Regions from separate parts of the Macaca mulatta genome. Here region 1 is linked to region 2. The links are chromatin contacts, called in public Hi-C maps. All regions are on one chromosome and are shown on one strand. Each heading gives the region's core, a stretch centred on a gene start, on an enhancer-like site or on the middle of the called end of the contact. The rest is flanking DNA. Distances are from core to core; before and after follow the strand shown.

The links. A called contact is a pair of places that touch in the nucleus more often than the background predicts.
Region 1: a Hi-C map of cortical neurons shows a contact between it and region 2, with 3 times the contacts expected there. The contact joins the promoter of LOC717626 here to the promoter of SIRPA in region 2. A contact is called at or near these places in 5 of 14 Hi-C or Micro-C datasets (blood, cortical neurons, fetal cortex germinal zone and 2 more).

The regions. Positions count from the first base shown.
Region 1 is chr10:82,281,207-82,286,562 of T2T-MMU8v2.0, forward strand. It overlaps LOC717626 (tyrosine-protein phosphatase non-receptor type substrate 1-like), which reads left to right and starts at 1,919. Exons shown (of 8, transcript XM_028828281.2): 1 at 1,919-2,956.
Region 2 is chr10:82,190,460-82,195,977 of T2T-MMU8v2.0, forward strand. SIRPA (signal regulatory protein alpha) reads right to left here and starts at 2,605. Exons shown (of 9, transcript XM_015149397.3): 1 at 2,215-2,605; 2 at 1,156-1,243. The coding sequence starts at 1,234. It overlaps LOC144332055 (a long non-coding RNA gene), which reads left to right and starts at 2,215. Exons shown (of 2, transcript XR_013399772.1): 1 at 2,215-2,611; 2 at 5,079-5,518.

The DNA of each region.
Region 1 (5,356 bases), core at 669-3,168, 90 kb after region 2:
GGTGTGAACTTATCATGAACCAATTGCAATGGATTTTGGAATCAGACACGTTAGGGCTTGAGGCTCTCAGCTCTGCAAGACAAATTTCTAACTTGACAAATAGGGTCAGTCATTAAATCTCTAAGCCTTAGTTTCCTCATCAATAAAATACAGACGACGTGATTTCCCTCCATTGAGTCTGTGTGAGCATTAAATTAAATGAGATTAATCCATCTATTTGATAAATATTGAATATCTCCTAGGGTCTAGGCCAAACACACTCCTGATATTGGTGGAGGCTGGTGGCCACTCACCCTTAAATCTAAATATTTAAAAGTTATAAATCAAACCAATACCTTCTCTTAAATGTTCTATCCTTCTCCTCAATAAGTATAACTTCTCAGCAGCCTGAAAGGCCAGGATCGATTTGGAAACAGACTTCTTAGATACTTGCACTGACATGTGGTGGTGCTGGGGAGAGCCAGCCCCATCCCCTGGTTGCTCATTTCCCAGCCTATAACCTGCCACCTTCCCTTCTCATCCCCAGCTCCATCCTGTACCGTGCACACCTCACCTGCATGTGTGTAGACATACCAGGCTGCAGGTCCAAGCTCCATCCACACCCCATACTCAGCAGTGCCCCTTGGCTACACCCTGGGTTTAGTGTTCTGCCTCCAGACAATAGACCAGGAAGAGGCCTGGCAGCAGGTTTGGGACTTTTAGGTATCCTAGGAATCTGTAGTACTCTAGACAAGGAGCAAAGACTTGGATGGGTATATCCCCTTGGCACTGCAGACTCTCTAGCCTATGGGGACGTACGCAGCTGGAGGCTGGCCAGGGCACAGCTCTGCTTGCCTGGGTCCAAGGATGGGCTGGTCAGCCTGTGCTAGGTGCTGCAGGTACATGAGTAGATGAAGCAGATACCACCCTTGCTTCTCCTACTCAAAGGTGAAGACACATCCCTGAAGTCGGGGCCTCAGTCTCAGCCCTATCTGTAAGATGAGGGCTTACCTGATCTGACATCAGGTAATGTTGGAGACTTGGTGAATGTCCTCAGGAATCTCCTAGAAGCCAGGAGGCCAGATGAGGAGGGGCATGCTTAAGGCCTGAGTAATCAACTTCCTCCTTGAACTCAAGGCTGGTAGGGCAGGAAGGGTATCCACCCTCTAGTCGAACTCCATCCACCCAATTCCTTCAGTGGCCATAACAACAAAACTTCCCATCACACCTAGAATGAAAGTCCAGCTCCTTGCTGAGACCTGCAAAGCCTGCTACCCTCAGCTCCTGACCATCTCCTCTCCTTCTTATTGCTGCTCACTGAGTTCCATCCTTATGTTCATGAAACCCCACAGGTACTCTTCCACCTCAAGGCCTTTGCCCTTGCTGTTTTCTCTGCTGGACATGCCCAGCTCTTTGCAAGGCTAGTTCCTCTTATTGTGCAGGCCTCAGCTTAGACACTCCCTTGCATAGAGATGGCCATTGACATCCTTCTAGGAGCAGATCCTATCTAGCCCCAACTCTCTCTTGAGCGTGTCACCACTTTACTTCCTTCCTAGTACAGCCAAAAGTGGTGTAACGGAGTGTGCAAAAGCTTCCACTTGGGGCTGGACTGGCTGGGTCGAACCCCTGCTGGGCCCAATATTCTCAAGTGCCCAGCCTACCTACTGCACACTTGAGGCTATTGTTCAACCTAGTTCCCCACATACTGTTCAACCTGTTTCTCCACATATTGTTCAACTTCCTGTTTCCCTTGAATAGATTATTCAACCTGCATTTTCTTATCTGTGCAAGGGAGTGAGGACTACATGACCTAATGTGCATATAGCATAGAGCAGAGCCTGGCACAAGCGTTGCAGTGGTGTTTGCTATGATATCAACACTTGTTGCTATTTGAAATTATTTTGTCTGTATGTTTCTTGTTTACTTCCCTCTTCTCTCTGACAGGCAAACTCCCCACAACAGCCTCCTCAACGCTGCCTCCCACAGTGCTTGGACAAAATAATTACAGCAAGGAGCGGGCACTCCTTATATAGGACATCCCAATGCAGGTGGAGAAACTGAGGGAGAGTTGGAGGTTCCTTGCCCTCGGTGATGCGGTGTGAAGGCCTCCAGGCACCAGCCCCGCCGCGTGAGCCGCCGCGTGCACCGCTTCTCGCGGACCCCAACCGAGCCGCACTTCTCGCGCCGCTACTGCGGGTTTCCGCGGCGCCGGTGTTTTTGTTCCTGGCGCGGCGCGTTTTAGTCGTTCAGGCCGAATCAAGCGAAGGCGGAAAAGCGGCGCGCAGCCCGCGTCAGCTGCAGTTTCGTCCTCCTGGTTCCCGGTGCGCTAACAAAGGCATTTGCATGAAAACAGGAACCCCGTTTGCAGAAAGGACCCGTTGGCGGGGTGCATCGTGCGCTCCAGTGCCCTACCGCTGCGCCCCCTTCCCCAGGTGGGGAAGAAGCGAAGTGTGGAGACTGGCCCAAGACACGGCTCGGCCGGCGGGGACTGGGACGCTGCGGCCCGAGCGACCCCCTTCTCTGCCCCCTTCCCAGGCCGGCGGAAACGGCCGTCTCGGGCGTGGGCGCGCTTCTGCAGACTCATCCGGACCTTTTACCCAGGCGTGCGGCTAGTGCGCCCGGGGCCTCGGGGAGCCGGCGCCTGCGTGCGGATTGCAGCGGAGCGGAAGAAGCGGCGGCAGTGGCTCCTTCAGCACTGGGGCGCAGCCTCCGGGCTCGCCCTGCGCCACTCTGGGCCTCGGTCTCTTCGCATGTTCGACAGGGACGCAAGAATGTCACAACGCCTATCTGCAGGGGGAGGCGGGCTTCCCAGAGGCGTGCCGGCGCGTGGCTCGCAGAGAGGCTCCCTGAATATCCGCTCCGTTGGCCCTTTCCAAAGCTTTTCCTTAGCCGCTTCTCCTTTGGCCCTTTCCAGAGCTTTTCCTTAGCCGCTTCTCCTTTGAAACCCTCGTTTTCCCCAGCAGCCCTTGGAGGCAGGGTAAGTTAAGTCGTAAAAGCAGAGGATTAGGAAGCGGGGAACCCTGGATTTAAATCCTGCCCGCCACTGACTAGCTGTGTAACCACGGGCAAGTTACTCCGCCTCTGGAGGCCTCAGCTTCCTCATCTGTAAAATGGGGCATAACACAGTCCAGAAAGTGCTTAGTTCCGCAGTGTCACAAATCAAGTGTTTAATTCATCCTTAAAATTATCACTTCCAGCTGTGGGACAGGCGCAGGGTAGAAAGGGGTTTTCTTAAGGTCACAGGCGGGGTCAAAGGCAAACCCTCCGGGTCTTCACAAGTAAGACTTGTGAAGCAGCAAGTCTTCAGCAGCCTGAAGGGCAAGTTCCCCAAATGGTTTTATCCAGCCGGGTAGATGTGAGCGGTAAGGAGCGCCGGCGCATCTCCCCCTCTCTTGGCGAAGACGCACAAGCAATGGCTGGCGAATCTACTGCCTGGAATGGGGTTCTTGGGTAGAGACCATTTTTTGTTCTTTTTTTTTCCCCCCCCCCAAAAAAAAAGAAAAGAAAAGAAGAAAGAAAGAAAGCAAACAAAGATGCAAACAAAAACGGAAAGCCAGAGCCTTTCATGTAGGAGCCAGCCTGCTATTCAGGGCCGACCACCGTCTCTCCGCAATTCCTCCCCAGGAAGGAAGCCTCGCGCTGCCCTCCAGTGGCAGGCGAGGTAGTGTCGCCTGGGCGAAGCTCACAAACAAGGTTTACCAGAGAAATCAGCTTCACTCTGCGCGGGTGGGGACTGTCGGGGAGAGAGCAGAGAAAATCGGAATGGTTCCCTGACTGCTGTTTTTTCGTCCCGGTGGATCTTGGGAGTCTTGGAAAGAGAATAATAAGGCTCTCTGAATTTGAAAGGCATAGGAGTTTTTACATTCTGGTTTTGTTTATTTTTGAATAGATAACACATTTACACGATTCAAAAGATAAAAAAGAAGATAGCCTGAAAAGGAAGTCTCGCTTCTGCTCTTGTTCCCCAGGCACCCAGTTCCCCTTCCTAGAGACAGCCATTGTTACAGGTTTCTGTGTACCCTCCCGGAGATAGTCTATGCAAATACAATTATTTTACAGGATCAATAGTAGCTTGCCCTATATACTCTTCTGCCTCTTGCTGCTTCGCTTAAAAATGCATCATGGAGTTTGTTCCATGTTGATTCGCATGGGGCTGCCTCATTCTTTTGAACAGCTGCATAATATTCCATTGTTTGGCTCTCCTGTAATTATTTGATCAGTGTTCTATTGCTGAGCCTTGAGGCTGCTCCTAATCTTCTCTAATCACAGTGTGTTACGACAAATAACCACCTACATGCATTGTTATGCCTAGGTGCCAGTGAGGCACATAGCTATTGCGGTATAACAAACCACTCCAAAATTCAGTGGCTTTAAACAGAAAGCTTTTCGTATTGCTCATGTGGGTCAGCTGGGTAGCACTGCTGATCTGGGCCAAGCTCAGCTAACTTTGCATTTGCTCCTTGTGTCTTGGATCAGAGAGGGTGAGTCTGCTGGGGCTGGTGTATTTGGAATGGCCTAAATCACATGTCTGGCCTAAATCACAGTAGTCGACTAGCTATCAGCTAGGGTTAGAGAGGTGTTCAGGCTATGTGTCCCTCAACGTCTGGCTACATGCAGTGCCTCCTGAGACTATAACTGGTGTGAATTTACATCCATTACATTCTATTGGTCCAAGCATGTCACAAGCCATCCTAGATTCAAGAGATGGGGAAATAGAAATCACTTCTCCCAGGGAGGAGCGGCAAAGTCACATTGCAGAGTATGATGCAAGGGCCCTGAAGCACTGCAATCATTTAAAAATGTATTTATAATATTATAGTTAGCATTATGTTGAAAAAACTTGATAAACATTACCTTTGCCATTACCTGACAGACGTTACCTCAAGCCTCAAGGCTCAGCAACAGAAGACTGATCAAATAATTAACAACAATAATAATTAACAATAACAATTAACAACAATAATTTAAACAGAAGACTGATCAAATAACCAGGTGATCAAGGTTAACATTAAGTGATACTGATATTGATAGTATATTTTCTCGATATAACTTGTTGAGAATGACGCTGTACCTCTGTGGTTTTCCTGCCCCAAACCAGTCTGATAATAACCCCAATCTAATAATGAGAATAGCCTCATATAATAGCCGCTATGCACAGCCTCCACTTAAGGGATGGGGAGTTATGCTTCACTTCCTTAAGGGGGCAGTATGTAATAAGTTATTTGGAATTCTTCTGCTATTTGTTTATTCAGTCATTTGTTATATCCATGTGCACTCATGGATATTTATTTTGTACTTTTCATTGTAATCCAATACTATGTTATTTATATTGTTGCTTTAAATTGTTCCAGTTTTGGCGCCTGGGAGCTCTCTCTAT
Region 2 (5,518 bases), core at 1,355-3,854:
CACCCACTCTTTGCTAGTTCTCCCTTTCTCCCTGCTATCAGATGGTTACCATCTCTAGGCAAATGCAAAAGGGGGTGTTGGACACTGAGCTCATCTTTACTTCCCTCCTCAAGGGTGGGAGGTACAGAGAGACCCCTCTGCCTACAACACAGCTTCAAGAGAACAAAAAACAGGATCCCCATTCTCTCCCTCCCAACTCCCTTAACGCCATTTCTCTGCTCCCCCCGCCCCCAAGCCAGTGCCCTCCCAGGAGACCCATGGTTTTGCAAAACCCATTTAAGAAGAAGGACTCCTGAATGGTGACCTCACCCTTTGGTGAACATACACAGTAGCCTTCAGAGCCCGCCTGCCGGCGACAGCCAGGTGTTTGATGTAGGCCAACAGAAAGACATGCTCAGAGCCACAGGTAACATCCCCGCGGAGCACCTGAACTGCAGGGAGCTGCCTGGAAGCTCGGGGAAGGCAGGAGGAAGTGGGAGCTGGGAGCGCCTCGAGGAGCAAGACCACCAGGGAGAGGCTTTGGCAACCACAGGGACAATTCACCGTGTTTTTACATAAGGATCTGTTGCTTGCAGCAGCTCGCTGTGGGGTTACCGTGGCCTCCCGGTTCCCTCTCTCCCAGGCACACACTAACACTGGTTTACTTGGCGCACCAGAGGGAGGGCTCACTCTTCCCTAATTGCAACAGCTTGTCTCTGTTCCATTCCAGGCAGCATTGGGGGAACCTCTGCCCTCACCTCCTCCCCTCACACCCTGAAGTCAAACGTGGAAAGCCGTATGTCCATGGGGAGAGATTCTGGGGAAGGAGGACCGCCCTACTCTGAAAGCCACTGTCAGTCAGCCTTCCCCATTGGACTGGGCAGGGGCTGAGTGAAGCAACTCAGCTCTTTTGTCTCAGTGCCCAGCACAGTGCACACAGTCAGAGTCCACAGAGACAAACTCTCAGAGAAGAGACTTGGATTCTACCCTTGGCTGTGTGACCTTGGACATGTCGCTGGCCCTCTCTGGGCCTCAGTTTCCGCATCTATAACGCTGGTTACAGGCGTCTCTCTCCCTATTACTGCTCAGCATTAGCCGAATGGGTCCCAGTGCTAGTCTGAGAGGCCTGAGCCCGCAGTTTGGGGAGGGCAGCGGTGGGGAGCGGGGGGTGCTTACCTGACCAGGCGCAGGACGCGGTGAGCAGCAGGCAGAGCAGCGGCCCGAGGCGGCCGGGGGCCGGGCCGGCGGGCTCCATGGGCCGCGGCTGCGGAGCGAGGAGGGAGAGCGGCCGTGAGTGCGCGCTCGGGCGGGAGCAGGCTGGAGCGGGGAAATGACTAAGACTCCCCCCCTTCCCCCCTCCCGGCTGGGCCTCCCCCCGACTCCGGAACGGGCGCCTGGAGCGGCTCAGGAGCCGCCGTCGCCGCCGCGGTTTTTGGAGACCCCCCTCCCCGCCCCCCAGGAGAAATCGAGAGACGGAGACGGGGAGAGACCCCAAGCGCGCGAGAAATAAAGCCAGGGGCGGCCAGAGAGAGGCGGCAGGAGAGAGAAACAGACCCAAGGGAGCCAGGCAGAGAGCCAGAGACACAGAGAGGCGAGAGGGGGAGAAAGAGGGGGAGAGCGAGCGAGCGAGGAGTGAGCGAGGCGGCGCGCAGACCGAGACAGACAGCGCGGGAGAGAGGACCGCGCGAGCAGGGGCGAGGGGCAGCACGGCCGAGCCCGGCCGCGCGGAGCCGCCCCCGCCGCTGCCCACCTGCCCCGCCCGGGCTCCACACGGCGCGGGCGGCTGAGCTCGCTCCCGGCCCGCAGTCCCGGCCGCTGCCCCCGCCCTCCCGGCAGCCCGGCCCCCTCCCTCCTTCCCTTCCCCCCTCCTCCCGTCTTCCCGCCGCCCGGGGAGGCTTCGGGGCTCCGGCCCCGCCGGCACCTTCTCGGCGAGCGAGCGCCCGCCTGCGCGCCAGCCAGCAGCGCGCCCCGGGGGAGGGAGCGAGGGCTGCGAGCAGCGCGCCCGGCCGGGGAGGGCAGCGTCGCCCCCCGCGCCGGCGCCCGAGCCCCGGCACCCCCGCGCGGGCCCCCGGCTGCTGCCCGTGAAGGCGGCCCCGCGAGCCGCCGCAGCCCGCTCGGGCTCGGGACTAGACGAGCCTCCGGCTCCGACGATGTACCAGTTCAGAAGCCCGCGCGGTTCGTCCCCAGCCCCGACCCGTCCCGCTCTGCCCCTCCCCGTCCCTGCCAGGCTCGGACCTGCGCCGCCCGCTAGGGCTGGAAGGCACTAGAAGCGCCGCCGGGGCTACCCAGAGGCCGGGTCCCCGCTCCACTTTGCGCAAACTTGTTTTTCTAAGGTCAGCGCCGCGAGCTGGCTACATCGTCCTCTTAAGGTGGACTGGGGAAGTTGCGGCCGACCTCCCCTCGCCTCCGGATTCTGGCCGCGCGTCTACTCCCCGCTTCCCACTGGCGAGAGGCTGGAGGCGGCGAAGGAGTCGGGGAGTGGAGGCGCGGGGGTCGGGGGGTGTCTGCCTTTAACCCTCCCCAAGAGGTCGTGCCTCTGAGCCCCAAAGCTGAAGGCCCCTCTTGGGGATGGGTGCGGGCCGGAGGGGCCCGATCCTTTCAGAGCCGGGCCGAGGTGAAGGAAAAGAAGGAAGTAAGTGAACGCAGGGGGAAGGGGAGAGGAAGAAGAGAGTGATGGTACAAAAATAGCGTGTGTGTAGGAAGGACTTCGGTGCCGCCTGGAAAAGAGGAGCGGGGAGGAGAGGGAGCGAGAAGGGGGCTGTGGCGGGGAACCAGAGGGGAAGGGCCGGGGCCTTCCCAGGGAGGTGGGAGCCCCCTGGCCAGGTGTCTCGGTGGTGGAGGGCAGATTGAGGGGGTGGGGAGGCCCAGGAGGGGGCGTGTGTGGGAGAGCGGGGCCCTGAAGGCATGGGTTCCAGGAGAAGGACAGGCCCGGAAGAAGATGAGGGGTGGGAGCCGGAGCCAGAGGCTTGGAGTTGGAGAGGACAGAATCTCGGTTTTCCTGGAGGGAACGCCGTTCCTGTAGCAGCCAGGTCAGTGATGGGGAGTGTCAGTGTCCTGGTCACCTGGCAGAAGTAGGCTCCGCATTGTGGGAGGAACACGAGTTCAAGACCCGCTGCTAATGGGAGAGAATTTTGCTTCACGCAGTGGCAGTTAAGAGGGTAGGAATAACACAAGGTGAGAGAGGGCCCAGCCCTGTAAATGGACAGAACGTTGAGGCCCAGAGAGGGAATAGGTTTGCTTAAGGCCACACAGCAAAGCTTGGGGTAGCAACAAGATTTGAATTCCTGATTCCCAGGTTAAAGACCTATGCAAAGTAGCACCACCACCTCCCCTCCTGCCCCAAGCCTCCTGGTTAAATGCCTGGTCCTGCTGTTGTGCAGGGGGGCAGGGAGGGTGCCACACTTGAGAACATGGGCTGAACTCCCTGGGTTCAAATCCCCTGGTTACTGTTATGAGCTGGGTAGACTGGAAAGTACCTTACCTCTTCTGTGCCTCAGCTTCTTCATCTGAAGTGAGGCCAGCGTGAGTCTCAATTGTGAGGATTAGATGAGTTAATATTTGTAAGACGTGTTAAAAAGAGCCTAGCATATACCAAGTGCAGCATAAGCATTTGATAAATAAGTGAAGTGTTTGACAGCAGTCCTTGAGAACCCACAGGGTTTTGGGCAGCATTTGAAGTGCAAGGGAATTTTCATTTCTTTGGGTGTGGGAGAGCACGAGGTCCCTGTCCATGAGGAATTTATATTCTAGTAGGGGAGACAGATAAGTGGACAAGTAGAAATAATTAATGAAGAACGGAAGACTGAACTTAGAGAAGGAGAGGGGTGAGCGTATTTTGATAAGGGGGCCAGTAGGACCTCCCTGAGACATGGGTTGCTGAATCACAAGTAGGATCAACAAGGGGAAGATTTGGGGAGAAAGATGTTCCAGGAAGAGGGCCCAGCACAAGGAGGGGAAGGCCCCTGGCGGCTAGGCTGGAGGAGAGAGAGCACAGCATGCAGGAGTGGGGAGGGTGGGATGGTCTCCAAGACCTGGGTAAAGAGCCTGCATTTATTCTGCAGTTGGGAGACCCCTAGAGGGTTTTCAACATGGGAGGGCCATGTCTGATTTGTGTGTCCAAAAGGCCACTCTCCAAACGTAGGGTGGACTGGAGAGAGGAGCGTGGAATTGGGCACCAATGAGAAAGGATATTGTTCTGGGATTATCCTGGTATCTGATGTGGGGGCAGGGAAGGTCTCCATCTCTTCAGGCCACATCTGGTCTAGACCGTGAAGGTGACCAGGGAGGCTCCTGGGAAAATTTGTCACCAGACTCTATCTGGGGTGGGAGTGGAGATCGAGGCTGCTGATGAAGTCAGAGAAGAGGCAGCCTCCTGCCCTGGACTTCCAGAAGGCTCTGCTGTTCAATTCCCCAAGACACACACACACTCACAAACCCGCCCAGGGATTAGGAAACTGGGGATTAGGGAAAGATAATAATTGAACCACCTGCTATTTATATATAGCACCTTTGGCAAAGGCGCTCAGCAGGGCTTCCCTCACCTCTCCCTCAGGAGGGGGACCTGACCCTTGTTCTCTGTCCACATAAAAATCATCCTTGGCCAATCTCAAGGCTGAGAAGCCACTGAGACCCACGGGCCATGGGTAAACTGAGGTGAGGGGCAACTTGTCTGAGGCCACACAGAGAGATTATGGCAGATAATTGACGTGAATCAGCCACTGCCACAGCAAGAGGTCTGGGCTGCCCTACTTTAAAATCTAACTGCCTTCACACATATTCATTCATGCACTCAACAATGTTTATCAAGCATCTGCTGGGTGCCAGGCACTGGGAATGCAACAGTTGGAAAACAGATAAAAATCCCTGCCCTCAAGGAGCTGACATTCTAGTGGGAGGAAATGAACTGATAAGTTCGTCAAATGGGATGGGTGCTACGGGGTGGGGGAATTAGCCAGGGAAGTGGCCCAAGAGCGCTGATGAGAGGGATAGATTGCAATTTTGAAAAGGGATCAAGGAAGGTCTCACCGAGGAGGTGAGATGGGAAGCCAGGGGTGGTTGCATCCCTGCATTTTCTGTTTGACTCTTCCTCTTACTCCTAGAGGGCACAATCTGTCAGCAAATCCTGCCTGCTGGGCCTTCTCATCACAACCAGAGCCAAACCACTTCTCAGCACCTCCGCTGCTTCCGCCCTCGTCTGAGCCTCCACCGCTCTCACCTGGGCGCCCTATTTCCACCTTGTGCCTTCTGTCGATTCCTCGACTCAGCAGCCTGAGGAATCCTTGCACAGAAGTCAGATCACATTCCTTCCCTGTTGTCAAGGGAAGAAGACAAATGGGCATGAGGAGGAGAGGATCAGGGGCTTGGAAGCCAAGATTTTGCCGATTTGACTTATGCAACTTGGGCAAAACAAAATGTTGAGCCTCAGTCTTTTCATCTGTGAAATGGGGATAACAAACTCTGATATGATGGGGTCAATAGTGACAAAGAAGTGAAAGCAGCCATGATAGCATGGCAGGGCCTATCTGGAGTTTGGCCATTG